2 separate regions of the Sus scrofa genome follow, and region 2 is linked to region 1. Evidence: chromatin contacts called from public HiChIP or PLAC-seq data. All regions are on one chromosome and are shown on one strand. Each heading gives the region's core, a stretch centred on a gene start, on an enhancer-like site or on the middle of the called end of the contact. The rest is flanking DNA. Distances are from core to core; before and after follow the strand shown.

Evidence for each region. HiChIP or PLAC-seq counts read pairs in DNA pulled down with a chosen protein or histone mark.
Region 2: a contact with region 1 is called in an H3K27ac HiChIP or PLAC-seq map of alveolar macrophages. The contact joins the promoter of ATXN1L here to the promoter of PHLPP2 in region 1. A contact is called at or near these places in 2 of 47 Hi-C or Micro-C datasets (epiblast stem cells and skeletal muscle) and 1 of 2 datasets of contacts at active chromatin or transcription factors (alveolar macrophages).

The regions. Positions count from the first base shown.
Region 1 is chr6:14,714,276-14,717,948 of Sscrofa11.1, forward strand. It overlaps PHLPP2 (PH domain leucine-rich repeat-containing protein phosphatase 2), which reads right to left and starts at 1,646. Exons shown (of 19, transcript XM_021093823.1): 1 at 1,497-1,646. The coding sequence starts at 1,595.
Region 2 is chr6:14,835,166-14,838,838 of Sscrofa11.1, forward strand. It overlaps ATXN1L (ataxin-1-like), which reads left to right and starts at 1,567. Exons shown (of 3, transcript XM_005664370.3): 1 at 1,567-1,693.

The DNA.
Region 1 (3,673 bases), core at 396-2,895:
AATATACATTTTTGTGACTTTATAGTTTTAAGTAAATATCCAAGTCTTTGAGTAATTACATTTAAAACATGATTAAGTATTTTATAATAAGTATATACAAGGCCTATGCAGAAGTGAAGATAAACTATGAAGTTATTTCTCTAAGTCACTGCATTAAGAGTGGGAGGTAGTAGCAGCAAAAAAAAAAAAAAAAAAATGTTTTACATTTTACAGAGTTCTATTTCATGTAGTTTCATGTTTTTATCAGATGCTCCAAATCTTTTTTTTCCCCAGTGTTGCCATCTTTGTGATGTCCTAGGAATAATCTAATAACAAGTATACAGCACTCACCCTCAAGACTGAAGAGCAACTACTGTAACTAAGTATTTTCGTTGTTCCGCAAAGTATTTCTGAAACACGTCCAATCTAAATTTTATTTGCTCTCTTCCTTTTTCTCTGGCAACTTTTAAATCCTCTGATTCCTTTTCTAGAACTCGAGAAGGAATTCCATTCCATCTCCAGAAGGACACCTAGTTTACATATTTGACCTACAGAAAAATTCCTCTCCAACTCTTTCAAAGGCTAGTAGAACTCTATCCAGGGAGTGTCCCACAACCCCTGCTTTTAACCACCTTCACGGTACCGTCCCCGCCCTACATTCCGTGTGCATTTTAACTTCTTGTCATCATCTTCGAGACTCCACTCCCCACCTCCCGCATCTGCCTTCAATTCCTCCTACTCCCCCCAATTCCTGCCAAAAAGCCCCGTTAGTTGCCTGTTGCATAACTGCTCCCCATTACCGTCTCCCTGGCTTGTCAGCCCCGCTCCCGCCAGCAGGAATGCCCCTTTTTGTCCAACCCCTCCTCCCTCTGCAACACGCCCAGCGATTCCCCGAGATGAAGCTCCTCCGGGGATTCTCTCTCCAGGCCGGGCAGGTCGTGCTTCCAGGCCGGCGCTTCGGAGCGGGGAGCGGGTCTTAACTTTGGTGGTGAAGCTCCGAGGGCAGAGTCGGCCCGCTCCAGCAGGCGCAGCTCCGAGCACACCGCAGCGCCCGGCCAATCACCGCCGCCATCCTCCCGCTGGGGTGATGTCTTCAGGTGTCCGGGGAGAAAGCCCTGCGTACTTCCAGCTCCGCTCTCCGGCCAGGAGCCGCCGGCCCCGGGGCTGCCGGCGCGGCCGAGAGAGGCAGAAGCGGGCCCCCGGGTCTCGAAGGAGCCGGGTGGGCGGCGGCGACCGGGTGGACGCCGGCCCCAAGGCATGGGCCTGCGAGGCGGGTGGCGCGCGGCCAGGGATGGGCAGCGGCGGGGACGGAGGCGGCCGCGGCCTCGGCGGGGACCAGGCGCAGAGGCCTCCGCCGGTGCCGCGGCCCCTCCAGCTGGGTCTCGGGGCAACCAAAGAGCAAAGCGGACGGACCAACGCGAGGCGGGGGTCGCCGGCAGCTTCGGCCACTGCGCGGGGCAGGGGCGGCCTCTCCCTGTTCTTGCTCCCTCCCCAGCCCGTCTGCCCGCCTGTCTCACCTTCAGGACCCGGATCCCGCCCAGCCGGCGGCTCGCGGGCGCTTCGGGCGGCTCCGGGGGCTCGAGCGGGCCCGCGGGCCCCGGCTCCACCTCCCCCATCGGCGGCTGGCTGAGGCTGCACAGGGACGCCCGGCCGGCGCGACGCCGCGCGGAGCCTCGGCGGCGCGCGCGAGCAGCCAGCGGCCCCACCCCCGCGGCCCGCCAGCCCCGCCCCGGGCCCCGCCCTCCCGCAGCCCGGCCGGCCCTGCGTAGCTGCGGGCGCGGTGCGTCCCCCGGACGCTGCGGGCCGCCTGCCCGCGGACCCCGCCGGCGAAGCCAGGCAACACCGCAGGGCTGGGCTTCTGCCGTCTGCCGCCCTAGGTTTGGCGGCCTGAGGCACAGGCGTGTTATTTCTTGCTGTCCCCGCCTCCGAAGCACCCGCAGGGCTAGGGGCAGGGGAAGCTCTGCACCTGTCAATAGTGACTGGAGGACGCTGCTCTCCGCAGAGGGTGGTTCTTGTAACTTAGCTCTTCCAGACGTTTCCTCTGTGCTCCAAAACTGGCCTGTCGCCCTCACTTGCAAAGCCATTGAACGGATTGTTGAGAACACTCACCTGAGCAAGGTGCTTTCTCTTATCAGAGATGCTCATGACATTCTCAGTGTACAAAATGTCAACTCACCTCCCTTTCTCCTCACGTAGTAAAATTATTAGAATTCTGTTCTCTGTTTGAAGGAGCGATGTGGTCTATGAGCCATTTTATTATTTGCAAGGCTAATTTAGAAATTTTTAATTTATTTTTTCTTTCAGTTCCTTCCGTGATAGTTTTGTGACCAGGCCAATGGGCCAAATTTGGAGTCAGCCAGCCTCATTCCAAATATCAGTGCTACCTCTTATTTGATCTAAGCCTTTGGTTCTTAGCTGTGAAATAGAAATTGGTATCTGTCTAGTAGTTATTCTGCAGACTTTGCAAATGCATCAATGTGCTTACTTAACACATAGTAGTGATTCGTAGTAACCATTACAATTATGAATTTCCAAATTTAAGATATACTCAGTTCCTCAGAGTCCTCTCCTTGTTAATCCAACTCTAAATTTTCCTAGGAAATCTTCTAGACCTCTGGATTTTTAGGTCTTCCCCTCTTACAGACGTGTTGAATCTTCAAGCAACTTGTAAGGAATTCAGCAGAAAAAAATTTTCTTACGCTTTGGATAACTGGTATAAACGGTATCGCCTATTATCCATTGCTTCAGCTTGCCTAGTCTAACCCAAATGTATGTTTAGTACAAGAGAGTTTGAGACCTAACAGTGCAGTCTGTGCCCCTCTGTCTACATATATGAGATATCTATTTGTAAATTTTTTTTCTTTTTTTTTTTTTTTTTTTTTTGCATTTTTAGGGACACACCCATGGCATATGGAAGTTCTCAGGCTAGGGGTCCAATCCAAGCTGTAGCCACTGGTCTACGCCACAGCCACAGCCATGTCAGATCTGAGCCGCACCTGGGACCTACATCACAGCTCATGGCAACACCAGATCCTTAACCCACTGAGCAAGGTCAGGGATTGAACCTGCATCCTCATGGATGCTAGTCAGATTAATTTCCGCTGAGCCACGACAGGAACTCCGTGTGAATATTTTAAACTCTAAGGCAAAATTTGAATAAGACAAAGACTCCGACTCTGTACAAATTATTTCTTCTGTGAAAGTTTGGTCATTACTTTCTCCCTTGACATGCGTTACTTGGTATGTGTCAAAATTCCAGGTTCCAGTAATCTTCATTTTTTTTGTCTCATTTTAAAGAATTAAAAATTGTCTCTGAATCTGGTGTAAGGTGAAAAAAGCTCTTAGGCTATCTTCCTCCTGCATTTCCTTCTACCTTGAACTTACTTTCAAGAAACTTAGATTAGTTAGAATCTCATTTCAGTGCTGAGTAACTTCTTCCAGCAAGAACATTGGTCTGTAAGGAATAGGCACCAATATGGAGACAGAAGTGGACTTGACCAAGTGCAGACAGGCAGTGGAAAGAATGTACATGTGGTTCAGATTAAGTGTTTCTAAAAGCCTGTTTCTTGAGGTATTGCCCATTACCTTCTCCAGATCTCATGAGCAGAAGGTCTTTACTGTCACTGAAGGGGAAGGATCTTGTCCCAGGATCAGCATTTCCGTTCATACTGGGGAATAGCAGTGGTCTGTTGTT
Region 2 (3,673 bases), core at 317-2,816, 120 kb after region 1:
AACTAGGTGTTATATATCCTTTCACTCCTTTTCCATAGAAATACATAAAAATATGCAACTATAATGTCATATGTCTTACATCATTAGATACAAGATCTCACACTTATTTTTTCACTTAAAATGTTTTGAAAGCTCTTCTATCTACATTTTACTCCAATCCCTCTATCCAGTTCAAACTCCTCATTTAGAAAAAGTGGAGGAGTTCACGCCGTGGTGTAGCAGAAACGAATCCAGCTAAGAACCATGAGGTTTCCGGTGCAATCCCTGGCTTCACTCAGTGGGTCGGGAATCTGGCATTGTCGTGAGCTGTGGTGTAGGTCACAGATGCAGCTTGGATCTGGTGTTGCTGTGGCACTGGCTGGCAGCTGTAGCTCCAAGTAGATCCCTAGCCTGGGAACCTCCATATGCCATAGGTGTGGCCATAAAAAAGCAAAAAAAAAAAGGGGAAAAAAAGAAAAAGTGGAAAAACCCAAGTCTCAAATAGTAAAATGACCCCCCCCCAGGGCCGCTCTCCACTGTATATGAAGGGGTCCAATTGGAGTTGTAGACCCCAACCTACACCAGAGCCACAGAAACACCACATCTGAACCACGTTTGCAACCTACAACCACACCTCATGGAAATGCCAGATTCTTAACCTGCTGAGCAAGACCAGGGATCAAACCTGCAACCTCATGGTTCCTAGTCAGATTCATTAACCACTGCACCACCACAGGAACTCTGTAAAGCAACTTTCGTAAGGCTGGATAGTACTTTCAAAATCAAACAAAAGTCAGCTACTACTTACTGCACAAAATTTGCAGCAACTGAAAAGGGGAAAATCTACTCAGAATCCAATCTCTCCAATAGCTAAAGTTATTTTTTTCTCAGCCCAGCTTCTGTCTGGACGCAGAACTACTTTTCGTACATAGTTGTAATCAAAGCACATGTTCAACTGATGTTAATTTTTTTCCACTTAAGTTAATCAGATGTTTATATAAAGTCGACTAGTTAACTGGCAAGGAAGGGTGACCTAATAATAGCTCATGGAGTACTCAGGCCCTCTTGCCACTAAATTAGGCTGCTTGCCATCGTAACTAGCTAACCCCCTTCCTCTCATTCCTCAAGACATTCTAGTCAGTAGCTTCACCTTCCCCTGAATCCTGGGTTCTGTCCATTCTCATCCCTCTCAGAGCCATTTCTAACTCCTAAATCTCTAGGGGAATCCCTTTACTCTCCTGGGCCGGGCTTGTCTCAAAGTTTCCCGAGGTTCCCAAGAAGAGCTTCACAAGACTGTCCAGGAAATGAGGATCGCTGACCACCACGCCTCAGGGCTCTTTTTGTAGCCCCCAAAGTTTATTGAGTAGAGACTGCAGGGTCATTGTAGGGTCAGGGTGAGGACGCCTGGCCAGGCCCTATTCACGTGACCGGACCCAGGAGGAGGAGTTCGTTTTCCCACCAGAGGGGGCGCTGGGGGCAATGGGCGGGTAGCCAGCCTCCTCCCTTCCCCGGTACTCCGGGCATTGCTCGCCAGTCCGGGTCGTGACGTAATCTCCCCGCGCCGGGGGCGGTACGCGCTTGACGCCATCTCCGGGCGCCCGGCTGGGGGGGCGCTGGGTGTGGGGCGGCTCCGGCGCCGGGGATGGCGGCGGCCGCGGTTGCGGCGGCTCCGGGACAAGAGGGAGGAGCCCGGGGAGCGCCGTGAGATGGGCCGGTGAGTGTCGCCGGGAGTGGGGGCTACCGAGTCGGCCTTACTGCGGCCAATGAGGCCTGGGCTCGCAGCTCTGGAGGAAGTGGCCCCCCGGAGCCGGTTGCCCCGCGGACCGAGGGAGCGAAAGAGGCCGCGCCTAGACCCCCGACCGCTTCTCACTGGCCCGGCCCAGAGAGCGGCCCCAGGCTGTGTCCCTGTGGGCCGAGGTATCCGAGTCCTGGGGGCGGGAAGCTGCCCCCAAACAAGGAAGCATTGCCTGCGGGGCCTCGCCCCTGCCCCTCTGCCTGAAAGGTCGACCCCGACTTTCTGACCGCAGATTTCCCAAATTCGGGCCCTTCCTCTGTTGTTGAGAGGACTGAGGGTTCACGGGAAGCCATAACCCCTGGTCTCTTCTAAGCTCCTCTCTTTCTGGCGGGCGCACCTCTCTCAGCGAATTCGAGTCTTAGGCTGGGATCAGCCTCTTGATTCCGGGCTCTGCTGGCAGTGTTGGCAGTTCTCCGGAATGGTCCCCCTTTCCTGTTAGCTCGGTTGGGCTCGCAAGTTAGGTCTTCCCCTGGAGAAATCCTCATTGAGCCCCTACAGTGACGAGGTTTCAGATTCCGAAATGTGTTTTGCCGTCGTGGGAACCTGGTGCTCAGGCTTGGCTCTTTGTTGTCATTCCCGCAGACCTTTTGCCTCTTTCAGTCCTTTTATTAGCTTGTGATTGGCTAACCCCTCAGTGACCTAGAGGCAGGTTTTCTTTAATATTTTAATTGTATGGAGCAAGGATCATTCTGGGATTGAATGTGTGACCCCAGTTTCTCTTGGAAATGAGGGAGAAAGCTAACTGCTTTTCACTTACTGGAACTGCTGGCAAAGAGGGTATACAGACTGTGCCCACTGTGAAAAGTTGTGTTTATGGAACCAAAGATTTGTGTTTCTACCTTGTTTTCCTGTCTTGTCGCATTTATTGTACCCACGCACCGTGTAGATCTTGAGAGAAATGTCTTCAGTTTGGTTTGAGGCTTGCAGGGTTCTGTAGGACTTGGACAGCACAGTGGGTAGTTTCTCCAAGTACTGGTCAGTGCTGCTTTCTCTGTTTTCAGAGGTTAAGACTCTCTTCTTCAGTGCTTATTGTTTCTGGTGTGTGAAGATTCAGATATTGACAGCTTAACATGAATTTTGTTTCCCCATTGTTAGCTAGGTGAGGATGAAGGCAATGCTTTCAGTTTGTGTCACACTTGATTCAGCACTTAGTACAAAGTTGTCACTTAGAAAATTTTACACATGCACACACACACAGGAACCTGTTATTTTTTTTTTTAAACCCTGGAAATCTGTTAATAATGCTTCCTCTTGAGTGACTCCCCCTTGACCTCTTTTTCTGCCCCAGAAACATAAATAATTGTTCTTTTTCCTCTAGTACCGCTTTTCTCGTTTAAATAACCTCCACGTCTGTGTTTTCAACAGTGCTGAATCAAGTGAAATCCATGAGGTTGATTTTTCCTGCTTCCCTTTGTTCACATGGACACAATTTGAGTCTTCCACATTTATTTGTGCATTTACCTAAAATTGGGATTGGAAGTAAATTTAATCTTTGGGAATAGGTACAGATAGAGAATGACGAATACGATGTAGTTCTCATCATGGCTCACTGGTGACAAACCCCCCCTAGTATCCAAGAGGAGGCAGGTTTGATCCCTGGCCTCACTCAGTGGGTTAAATATCCGGCTTTGGTGTGAGCTGTGGTGTAGGACCCAGACGAGGCTCGGATCCCACATTGCTCTGCCTGTGGTGTAGGCCAGCAGCTACAGCTCCGATTCCACCCCTAGCCTGTGCACTTCCATATGCTTTGGGTGTGGCCCTCAAAAGGCAAAAAAAAAAAAAAAAAAGAATATGATGTTAATGAAAGCAGTGAAGTTTGACAGGTGGAAAATTTTTCGCAGGGATGTCTTCCTACAAATTAGAGCTTACTGGATGGCTTTTTCTCTGTTCAACTGCCTG